3 separate regions of the Mus musculus genome follow, and all the other regions are linked to region 2. Evidence: chromatin contacts called from public HiChIP or PLAC-seq data. All regions are on one chromosome and are shown on one strand. Each heading gives the region's core, a stretch centred on a gene start, on an enhancer-like site or on the middle of the called end of the contact. The rest is flanking DNA. Distances are from core to core; before and after follow the strand shown. Region 1 has its middle 12 kb from the start of Bach2. Region 2 has its middle 34 kb from the start of Gm52717. Region 3 overlaps Bach2 (BTB and CNC homology, basic leucine zipper transcription factor 2).

Region 1 (3,736 bases), core at 1,172-3,671, 280 kb after region 2:
TCCTCTCTCCTTGTTCAGTGGTAGCTGTAGAGTGGCTACCCCCAAACATAGATAAAAGAATTGCCAAGCAGGAAGCAGCAAATGTTTGAAATGACTTTGGGAAACTCCAGAGAGTGGGGGTGTCCTGTGGGCTTTTAAGATGGATCTCTCATGCATCCACGTACAGCTATTTAATTGCTCCTTATGGTTCAGCCTTATCGCCTGTGTTCTGTCTCCGTGCCTACTTTACTGTTTGCTCTCCACTCATAGCTAGCTGTTCTTGGTTCGGTTCCCACTGGTCCTATCAGAGTGTTCAGGGAGCTTGCTGCTGGACATGGAGGTAGAAACCACAAAGGGGAAGGCCCCAGTGGTTTTAAGATTAACCTTTGCTTGTGCTGCCCTGTTACATTTGTCTACCAGTACAACAAAACAGGTAAAGGTTTAACTAAGCCCTGTTCAGCGTAATATTCCCCATGAAGGAGGCCTTTCTGGGCAAACTCCTTTCTACTTCAGAGGATCCAGGTCTACAGCCTGTGTATTGGTGTGTACCTGAGTCTGCCCCTGACCAGCCCTTGTGTACACAGCCTTGTACGTGCCTGCTTCTAACATTCATAAGGTCTCAGGCATGGACACAATTGATTGGACCCTGTGTCATATAATTAAATATTAAAATATTAGAAATAAATCTCACAAATGGATTATCTGAGATATGTTTGTGGTCCTTCTGCCATGGTGTGAGAGTTTTCAGAGGCCAGAAGAGAGGGTTTGAACTTACAATAGTCAGGCATTTAGAGTTCTAACTAGAGACATGGTAGTGTGGGAACCAATATACAACAGCTCTTTCCTGCTTTTCCTCCTGTTCCCACACTGTGCTGTCCTGCATGCTGGAGAACTTCCAGGCCACACACACAATGTACCACTCAGGGTAGCTGTCCTGGCTGGTTGCTTGCCTTTCAGGTTGATATACCTATGAAGGAGGAAGGACTCAGAGGAATGGCATCCACAGAACTTTGAGTCTTTCTTGGGACCCATTGGGAGGAAATTCTGGGACACTGAAGGTAGAGAGGATTGAAGACTTCATGGAGGACAAGGGTGAAGGGGCTTTCTGGTCTGGCTGAACTAGAGTGAGCCCCTCTTGCCTGGGTGGAAGGGCCTCACTGCCTGAATCTCCTCTTCCTTCAGGACAACACTTTTGCCTTGATTTGTAAAGCCAGAATGAGTTACCCCATCCTGCCAGGCCACCAGGCCCTCGTATAGGTATCGCTACCATAGGTGCCACAGAAACAGATGCCGTTGATGTGTTTGGAAGTTTTCTTGCCCAGAACCCTCATATTGTCCTCTCCTTTAGGCTTTGCCCCTGCACAGGGCACCTAGCCCACATCTCTGATGCAGGGTGTGGACAAGGAACCTGATGGCTTCTGTGACTGCCACCCAGCTTCTCCTTTGTCTGCCCCAGAATAAGCAATCTCAGAACAGTGTGAGGAATTGTAACTTTTTTTTTCTTTTTTTGGAAATAATATCAGAGGACTTTTGAGACCTGAGGATTTTGTAGGTGCTGATGAAGGGTCAGTTTGTAATCCCCTCTTTGCTGCCTTCCCATTGACCAGGTCACTTAGCTCATCAGCCTGCTGCTATTTAGGAAAATGGAGAGTAATTAATACCTGCTTTGGTTAATAGTTACTTCATCTGAATATTTTCAGGACCGAGTTTTAGATATAGACACGGAGAGCAACCACACTTTGCCGGCGAATGTCCTGCCTGTAGAAGTTTGTTTAACCCTCCAAGAGCTTTTAAAATAATATTACCAGGAAATGCGATTCAGATTTCCCCCAAGTTGACAGAAAAGCATAAAATCTGTTTCTAACAGATGTTCCCTCTGATCCCCAAATGTAAACATGTTTGCAAGACAGTAGCGAGACAGCCCTGTTTACACAATGAAGTACTGAAAAAAAGCAAACAAGAAAAGCATCACCCTGAGCAGTCATTGTGATCAAAGAGCCCACGATTATTAGGGTGTAGAGGGAACTGATGACTCAAACTGGCACCACCGCGGTCTCCAGATTTCAGTTTCGTAACAGACTTTCTTTTCAGGAATATTCTTCATTTACACGCAAATCCGATTTTCTTTCTAAAATGTTTTTTTTTTCGATTTTTGTCAAACCGAAATTCTAGGATCCCTTCAAACGATGACTCTGATACCCAGATTACACTCAGATGAGCGTCCTCTGGACGCATCTCGGCGTGGAGCGCACACACAGGGCTCTACTCCTGGGATCTTGTGCCTGAGGGGAGGAGAGATGGTCTCCCAAGTGCAGCGAGTGGCTTGATCTGCTCCTTCCCATCTCCAATTAGTCAGAGACAAGGCAGAAGCTCTCAGGCTGCCTGTGGTGGAAAATAACTCTCTGAATCAATCAAAGTGTGGTATTTTGATCCTTTCATATGCCTGGGTATTCTGGGCAGCTGCACTCTCAAGTCAGTGACTCACAGATGAGAGATGTAAAGCATCGCTGAGTGATGGCTGGCTGAAGCAAAATGTGTCTGATAGGAAACAGTCACCATTTGCATCAAGCATAGCAGTTTTTGTGAGAACGACCGTGATTGCCCTTCAAAATAAGGCACCTTGGGACAGAGCCCCAGGTTGTTGGGGAAGAGAGCAGCTCGGCAGAGATCAGTTAAGAGTACAGTTTCTCTTGGAAGGAAACAGAAGTCCTTTTACTTTGAGAATAGTAAGTCCAGACTCTATGGTACCCTCACCTGTTTGTGCCCATGTAAGTAGACAAGGGGGCTGTGACCTCAGCTCTCTTTATAACAGCATTCTGTGGAAGAGAAGTTTGTGTCTCACCATGGACTTGAGACAGCAGGGACTTACCCCTCTTAGTCATTATGTAGGCTGTCAGTGGAGAGGCGTGTTGCATGCTCTATGCCCAGAGCAGGGGCACCACCCTCCGATGGGAGGGATTAGCAGGGTGAGCTCTGGGTGTGTATCGTGCAGTTGGATTATTGTGCTAAACTTTGCCTGTGCTTTAGAATATTAAAAGTTACCTAAGACTCTAACCCATCTTCAAAAACTGTACATGCAAAGAAAACCTATTTGAAATGATAACCAAGATCAGCAAGTTCATAGGGTTAGAAGACAACATAAGCCAGAGGAGTGCTCAGAAGGTGAACATGTCTGCTACTCAAGCGTAAAGACCTGAGTGTCATCCCTGGAACCCATGGTGGAAGGAAAGAACCAACTCCCAGAAGTTGTCCTTAGGTCTCCACATGCATGCCTGCCCTTACACACAGACACAAACATGCACATTCAACATGGAATAATTGAAAAGTTAACATACAAAAGTTAATTTCATTTCTGTATATTAACAATGAGAAACAAGCCGGGCATGATGGCGCATGCCTTTAATCCCAGCACTTGGGAGGCAGAGACTGGTGGACCTCAGAGGCTGGTGGACCTCAAGTTTGAATCCATGTTAGGGCATTTCAGACCAGCCTGAGAAATATAGGGAGACCACCCTATCCCCCAAAAAATAAACAAAAATCTATAAGGAAAGAATACAACATTTGAACTCCAAAAACTATAGAACAGTACGGAAATTATGAAAACTTAAATAAATGGAAAGACATCCAATATTCATAAATCAGAGGACACACTAAGATAATAATACTACCCAAACTGTACATATTCAAAGCAGCCACCATCAAAAGCCCAGTTGGCTCTTTCTGCAGGAATTGCCAGTCTGCTTTTAGAATTCATATG
Region 2 (3,688 bases), core at 294-2,793:
TCCAAGATACAATTTGCAAAACACAAGAAAATCAAGAAGGAAGACCAACGTGTGGATACTTCATTCCTCCTTAGAATAGGGAACAAAATACTCATGAAAGGAGTTACAGAGACAAAGTTTGGAGCTAAGATGAAAGGATGGACTATCCAGAGACTAACCCACCCGGGGATCCATCCCATAATCAGCCACTAAACCCAGACACTATTGCATATGCCAGCAAGATTTTGATGAAGGGACCCTAGTATAGCTGTCTCGTATGAGGCTATGTCAGTGCCTGGCAAATAAGTGGATGCTCACAGTCATTTATAGGATGGAACACAGGCCCCCAATGGAGAAGCTAGAGAAAGTACCCAAGGAGCTGAAGGGGTCTGCAACCGTATAGGTGGAACAACAATATGAACTAACCAGTATCCCCAGAGCTCGTGTCTCTAGCTGCATATGTAGCAGAAGATGGCCTAGTTGGCCATCATTGGGAAGAGAGGCCCTTAGGTCTTGCAAACTTTATATGCCTCAGTACAGGGGAACGCCAGGGCCAAGAAGTGGGAGTGGATGGGTAGGGGAGCAAGGCGGGGGGAAGGGTATAGGGAACTTTTGGGATAGCATTTGAAATGTAAATAAAGAAAATAATAAAATAAAATAAAAGAAAGAAAGAAATAAGGAAAGCAAGCAGGTAAGCTAAGAATATGGTGTCTTGTCGTCAACAGAAATGAAAATGAAAGGCATTTGTTATGCTTCAGAAGTGTATAGCTGTTACTGGGATGGGGGCAGGGAGGACTCAGGTATGATTGTGAGCTTTAAACTCCAGAGGCTGGGGGGTGGAGCCATTTCCTGGGATGTGTGGATTGGGCAAAGGTGTACAGAGAGGCCTATTTTAATATTGTAGGCACATTGTCTTTGAGATAGATACTGGCTAGACTTCCAAATAGAGGTGTCAAGTGGGATGCCAGATGTGCGAGTCTGAAACTTCTGCATACCGTCAAGGCTACAGGTGATAATGTGTCAATCACAAGCCAATGAACGGTCTTTAAAGCCAGAGTCTCTAGCCACTGGCACAGAGTGTGAGTGAAAGAGAATAGGGGTTGTTCTGCCTGGCTTTCCACTGCTGCGATAAACACCAATATGGGAGGCAACTTGGGGAGGAAATGGTTTATTTCATCTTACATCTCACAATACATCACAGAGGGAAGTCAGAGCAGGAACTGAAGCAGGAACGTAAATCAGAGACCATGGAGGGATACTGCTTGCTGTCTTGCTCTCAGGCTCACTCTCGCTACCTATGCCAGCCAGGGTAGCAGTGTCCCACCCACGTGGCCTGGAGCCTCCCGTATCAACCATCAATCAAGAAAATGCCATGTAGGGCTGCCTGTAGGACAATCTGACGGAGGTCCCTTGACTGTGTCAAACTGACACACACACACAACTGTCATGAGTCAAGGATCTAGCCTTTCGGCACATCATGTTTGGAGGATTAGTACAGAGGAGGCAAAGTGAAACTACAAAGGTGTGAAGAGAGAAAAACCACACTGAGGAGTGAGCATGGGCAACGCCTGCCACCGAAACCGAGAAGAGAAACTAACAAATGATGCTGAGAGGTGGGGCGGATGCAGGGATGCAAGAAAAGGGATGGCTTTTCGCTTTGGCTACATGAAGGTCAGGAGGTCATTGATGAGCTCAGCAACAAACTTGAAATGACTACAGAGAGCATTAGAGCAAAATCGTGAGGGTAGCTGTGTCTAGCCGAATCTTTCTTCACTGACAAAGAGGGGTGGTGAGGTCAAGGGGTGTGCTCTATCTATGGTGAGGGTTTGATTTTTTGGTTTGGAATCTTCCATACTTGACCTACTTGTCACTCTGCTTCAGCAGGGACCATCTGTTATATTTGTTTTGTCTATGGTCCCACTACATTTTTTTTTAAATCTATGCATAACTCACACTCAGTAAAAATTTACTTTGGGAGAACATATAGGTCTAAATATTTATGTAATTTCAATCTAATAACTACTGCCCAGTCAAAGAATAGAGCAGTTCTACCACCTCAAGTCTTCCTCCTTCCTCTTGTCCTTCTTGTCCTACCAAGAATTTGTCTCCTGTCACTATAGTTTTGACATTGGTGTTCACATGATGAACCAGCCTTGGACCATGGCATACTGTTCATTTTATACAGTGCTGCATTTTGTTTGATTACATATAAACGTATGCACACACACATATGAATGTTTTGAATGTTTGAGTCAGGGTCTCAAGCATCCCAGCCTTGCCTGGACCTCACTATGTAGTAGAGAATGACCTTGAACTCCTGATTCTTCTGCCTCCACCTCCACAGAGCTGGGGTTAGGAATAGCATCTACCATGCCCAGCACGATGGTATTGCAGTCCCAGAAAGGCAAATACGTGGATATTAGCTGTTAAGTCACTGAGAATCAAACCACAATCCATATAACCACAGAGGATAGGTATAGAGTAAGGGGCTAGGCATGAGGGAGGGGGCAGTGTTAATGATAGATATCATTAGGAAAGAGAAATAGAATAGGTAGTTATGGATGAATGGGGGGCTGAAATGGGAGAATCAAGTGGGAAGCGGGAAGGAAGAGGAGGAGTAAGGGAAGGAACACAGGGAGGGGTGGTTAAAATTAAGGGCCTTTTGAGAGTAATATAAAACAGCTAATACAGTAGAAGCTTATATACATACATACATACATACATATGTACATACATATATATACATACACACACACACATATATACATATATATGTGTATATATACACTTCCATGAGTGTGTGTGTGTGTGTGTGTGTGTGTGTGTGTGTATGTGTGTACATGAAGTTGATCTACATGAAACTGCCAAATAATGAGGAGACATGGCCCTGGCCATCTCTTGTCACCAAATGAAACTTCCAGTATTGAGATTGAGTTACATCTAATTAAGTTTTTGGCCAAAACAGTCTCACGGGAACCCCCAAACAAGACTGTTGCCAAGATTATAGGTTGCTCTACACAAACTGACAGCAAGGCCCATTACTGAAGACAAAATCTATACAACTTATTGAATATGGAAAAGTGGAACAGGTGCCTACAGAGACCCTTCACTCCTGTGTTCTAACTTCTTTGGTACAGGAAGGTACCCTGCAATCTAGCGAAGGAGAAATATAAACACCAAACCAGCCACAAGTCCTTTGATCTACATTGGTGCCACACCTGAAAGATTCTCTAGGACAACGGTGGCAAAAGCTGGTGGAAGAAACCAACCAATAACTGATCTGACTTAAGACCCACCCCACAAGATGGAAGCCATTTCCCAACACTGCTTGCTTGAATGACCAAGAACCAGAGACTACACAGCTTAGGGGCCTGGGGTAAAACCAAACACTATTGTCCTTAAAAATAATGCAATGAAATGACTGGTAATGACATTCTCTTATACTCATAAGTCAGTGCCTTGCTCAGCCATCACTAGAGAAGCTTCCTTCTGTAGCACATGGGAACCAATACAGAGACCCACAGCCAGACAATGTACAGAGGGTGAGAGAGCTTGGAGCAGCCAGCCTGTAAATGTGTTCTCAATCAAATTCTTCCCCTCAGAGCTCAGAGAACCCCACAGAAGAGGAGGCAGAAAGAGTGTAAGATCCTGAGGGGACAGAGGACACCAAGAAAACAAGGCCCTCTAAGTCGACAAGATTAAAAGTTAT
Region 3 (3,932 bases), core at 478-2,977, 300 kb after region 2:
CTGGGTAGGCAAGCTATAGATCTCAGAAGCCGCTGGCAGGAGGAGATGGAGAAGAAGAGAGAAACCCAGGCCATTTTAAGATGCATAAAAGCCTCCATGTTGAGCATTGGCATTGCGTGGCACCAGGGTGTAGGGAATAGCATAGATAGTGAAACTGTCTGGAAGGTCAGTGAGCATTCTCCAGACAGTGAGTGAACTGGGAGGAAATGCCCCAAGGTGTTGGACTGCAGGCACACAGCCCTTTAGAGGCCATTTCACAGCACACACCTCCCTTGTGTGTACTTTACACACTTTTTTTTATTTTTAATTTTTTTTTTTGCACATGTTCTCTTTGTTAGATGAAACCCAGGTGGAGAAAGGCTTCCAATCTTTCTGTGCCAACTGGCTTCATTCATATGTTAATCTTGGTAAAGCAATTTTAGCATATATTCGCTTACCAGATTGCCTCACCCTCACATTAATGGTGAAGTGGCAACTTGCCCTTCTAGGAACCCCCATTCATCACAAGAGGGCCTGGTATCTGCCACACTGGTGGCATACACTGCAGAGAATGGCTGTGTTGAGATGTGTCACTGCTCTTCTGCCCCAGGACAGCATCTGTGACGCTCTACAAACCAGTGGGTTTATCGAAGCCCCTGTGCGTTGTAGATTAGAAACTGTTGTGTCTAGATTTTTCCCGTATTCTACCCTTAGTTGACACCAAATCAGATAATTACATGAGTCTTATGTATTAACTGTTGTAATTTCTAGAAAAAAGTCAGAATCCAAAAATAATTGTCTCCTTGTGGCAAAGCAGAGGTCACTTCGGCGTATACCTTCTTGAAAAAGTAAACTCATGCATGGTTCACTTAACAACAGCTTTGCTCTGAGACCGCCAGTTTATCCTGTGGTCCTCAGTGTGCACTCACACAGCCCACGCACACTGAATAATGTCATCTTCTGGAACTGGTCTGAATTCTCATTAGATCCGTGTTATCCTACATAATCGTCAAAGCCACATAAAAGAATAAACGCAAATGTTCCCTCTAATCTAGCCACAAAGATACAACTCACCTACATCAGGTGCTTTTGTGTGTCCTTCCAAACTGTTTTTATCCAAGAATTCTAACTTCATAAGCCATGCTCTGCACTGATTTGTACTGAAGATCTTGGGGGCACTTGGAAATAGCAGCACTAACCAGACATCATCTTACAGGACGAAGAACTCCTCTTTCACGTCTTCCCTCCAGGTTCCATTACTCAGCTTTTACACAAGACACATGTGGACCTCCCAGTATCCTTATCTAGAGGATGCTTCTGATAGCCGTCATTCTCAACCCTACATTCGATTTAAAAACCATATTGGACGGACTTGCAAAGCCTTTGCAGCTCCTGGGATCATAAAAGAAAGATTGGCTCTGTACAGATGATTTTAGTGTTAGCTCCACTGGCTAGGTCTGGTTACTTTGAAAGTCATACTTAATGCACAATAAGCCAAATTGATGGGTATGGGGAAGGCTGACTTAGCTCAGTATTATCCACAATCTAGACAACACACCCTCCAGTAAAACTCTAATTCCATCCAAGTGCCTGCCTTCTCTTGTTCTGATCCAAAGCTTTCCCTCAGCTTTTCCTTCTAGTTCCCCTCCCAACCTCAAAAGCAGTGTCTGTTCAGAGCGCTGGGCTCTGGTGTGCGGCTCTCTTACTGCCCTGTGAAGTGGTTTCCACTTAAGGGTTGGGGTGACGCCTCACACTTAGACAGGGTTAAGGAGGTTCTAAAACACGGAAAGAAAGACCAGGTGTGACTTTAGGGGTTGCTTAAGCCTCCAGAGTAGTACCATCCACAGTCCTTACCTTAGAATAGGTATTTAGTAAGCAGCTGCTGGATGCAGTTGGGGTTACAAAATGGGTCTTTGGAAATTTTTACCTTTCCGTGTATAAGACAATAACTTCCTTGAAAGGGAAGAGTTATTTGCATCCCTTCAAATCCTGTGTCCTTCGTGGAACATAAACTCTATATAGGTTGATGTGAATATTTCTGTGGCAATCAGGTGGTCAGGGAACGAATGCTTACATTCCACTGGGTCTTTTTTTACTATCTGCACCCAGCAATTGATGGCACTTAAGTAAATATCCTCAATTGTGTTTGACATCCGATTGGGTACAGGTGTAGGGACAGGGCAGACAGTACCTCGATCCTCCCTGGTGAAGGAGTTGCTAATACTGACGAGACTTGGCTCCTTCGTTTTCGATTTGGTTGCTTCACTTCACTGAGTCACAGCACCTGCCACTTAGGATGGCCACACGGCTAAGCCAGAAACCTTCCTTCAGATTGCTGGTGACATTATATATGAATCTCTGGTGACATTCTCGGCTGACATTTGTCGCCTGATCTCAAGTGCTTGCTAAAAGTGAGTTAGCTTTGTCATTGACACGGAGACTAACTTTCTCTAACCCAGACTAGTGAAAACTGAATTGTGCCTCACCACACGAAGGTTTTGCTTTCACTGTGCCCAGACCCTCCCATCTGTCACAGCACAGTCATTTTGTGTCTGATTTGGGGGCGGTGTGGTTGTTTCTCAGTGGTGTGTGACCCACTTTTTCATAATACTTCATTCCATGTGTTTTTACAACACAAGTCAGAAGCTGACGAGAGTGGACTGAAGCCCCAGGAGCATCTTCTGAGGCTTTCTCGCAAGCTCTAGAACCACATTCTAAGAAGAAGGTCTTAGCCCTGCAGGGTGTGCGTCCCCTACCAGAGAGTGATGGGCCAGTTCCTCTAGTTTCTGGATAATGAGCCAGTGCACAGGTAACGATGCCTTTCTCACGGTTGATTTCTTTTGTGTGCCAATTATTTTACCAAATTAGACCTTTAAAAATACTAGCCACTTACCTGCATAGCTTCTCTGTTGGGATGGGGAGGGGCTCAGGAGAGTAGACATTTTCATTGATACTTTGAGACCTTAGTAACTTTTCCTTAAGAATCTGAAGGAATCAAAAAGTTATCTCTGTTTTCTGTGTGCCCCTAGCAGACGTCCTCTCTGATGGTTGGTTGTTTCGGTTTGGTTCTACTGCTTGTTGTTGTACTTGTCTGCGAGCGTCAGATACCTCACTCCGCTGTGACATCTGGGTGATAGTTAAACCTTGATTAGCTTCTGCCTGGGGTATGGGCAACCTGTGGCGAGAGCAGACAGAAAGCTTCAAAGAAGAGAAGGGCTAATGAGGGTCCGATGTGTCTTGCTAGACACTGGCTACTGCAGGCTGGAAGCAGACAGAAGCCAAGTGCTATTGGCTTATGTTTGGCAAAAACCATTCCTCAACACCTGTTTATAACTTTATGTTTCTGACATCACAGCTGTTAACCAGAGGATTCTTTTAAATATCGTCGTTTCAAAACAAAATGTTGAAGGTGTCACCTGTCCTAATGTCACTTATCCTGATTCACAGGACAGTTTTTGGTGAACATTTATTTACCAGGGTCTGTCTGGCTTGTGGCAGTATCATCTGCACACTGGACTGCATACCACCTTAAGATGTGGAGCATGCCCAGAGATAAGTCAACCTTGTTTTCCATGAAAGTCCTGAGACAGAAAAAGAATGAAAGTACAAACAGTGACTGGAAAAAGTGTCACACACTTGAGCCACTTTGCATCCCTTGTTAGGACAAACCCTGGGCTGGGTTTTTACATTCGTGAAGCTGTGCGGTAGGTGGATCAGTGTGGGAGGTTCAGAAAGAGTAGCGGTTAGAATAAGATTTTCCATTTATTGCCCTTTGTGCATGGCTAAAAATAAGATTCATACAAATCAGAATGTGTAGTGCAAGCAAAATCATTCTGTTAATTCTGATGACTGGCCTGCCCACATCTTTGCATCTGTCTGTTAAGTGGTCCATTAGGAAATAAATGTCTCTGTTTAAATAGCAAAGGCAACCTAGGTTTTTTTTGTTGTTGTTT

What was found. HiChIP or PLAC-seq counts read pairs in DNA pulled down with a chosen protein or histone mark.
Region 1: a contact with region 2 is called in a BATF HiChIP or PLAC-seq map of CD8 T cells, with 5 read pairs. The contact joins two enhancer-like sites. A contact is called at or near these places in 2 of 115 datasets of contacts at active chromatin or transcription factors (CD8 T cells and regulatory T cells) and 1 of 9 other capture datasets (liver).
Region 3: a contact with region 2 is called in a BATF HiChIP or PLAC-seq map of CD8 T cells, with 11 read pairs. The contact joins two enhancer-like sites. A contact is called at or near these places in 1 of 484 Hi-C or Micro-C datasets (CD8 T cells), 1 of 115 datasets of contacts at active chromatin or transcription factors (CD8 T cells) and 1 of 9 other capture datasets (liver).

What each region holds. Positions count from the first base shown.
Region 1 is chr4:32,403,325-32,407,060 of GRCm38.p6, forward strand. It overlaps a transcript of Bach2 not described here. Among named protein-coding and RNA genes, the nearest start is that of Bach2, 12 kb to the right of the region's middle. Within about 2 kb of position 2,422, at least 78 of the 459 cell types and tissues checked have an H3K27ac peak or open chromatin away from gene starts, as enhancers often do. A contact at or near this core is called in CD8 T cells and regulatory T cells, where this site is marked.
Region 2 is chr4:32,125,503-32,129,190 of GRCm38.p6, forward strand. No RefSeq gene overlaps it. Among named protein-coding and RNA genes, the nearest start is that of Gm52717, 34 kb to the right of the region's middle. Within about 2 kb of position 1,544, at least 22 of the 459 cell types and tissues checked have an H3K27ac peak or open chromatin away from gene starts, as enhancers often do. A contact at or near this core is called in CD8 T cells and regulatory T cells, where this site is marked.
Region 3 is chr4:32,422,149-32,426,080 of GRCm38.p6, forward strand. All of the region lies in intron 1 of Bach2 (BTB and CNC homology, basic leucine zipper transcription factor 2), which reads left to right. Among named protein-coding and RNA genes, the nearest start is that of Bach2, 6.7 kb to the left of the region's middle. Within about 2 kb of position 1,728, at least 30 of the 459 cell types and tissues checked have an H3K27ac peak or open chromatin away from gene starts, as enhancers often do. A contact at or near this core is called in CD8 T cells, where this site is marked.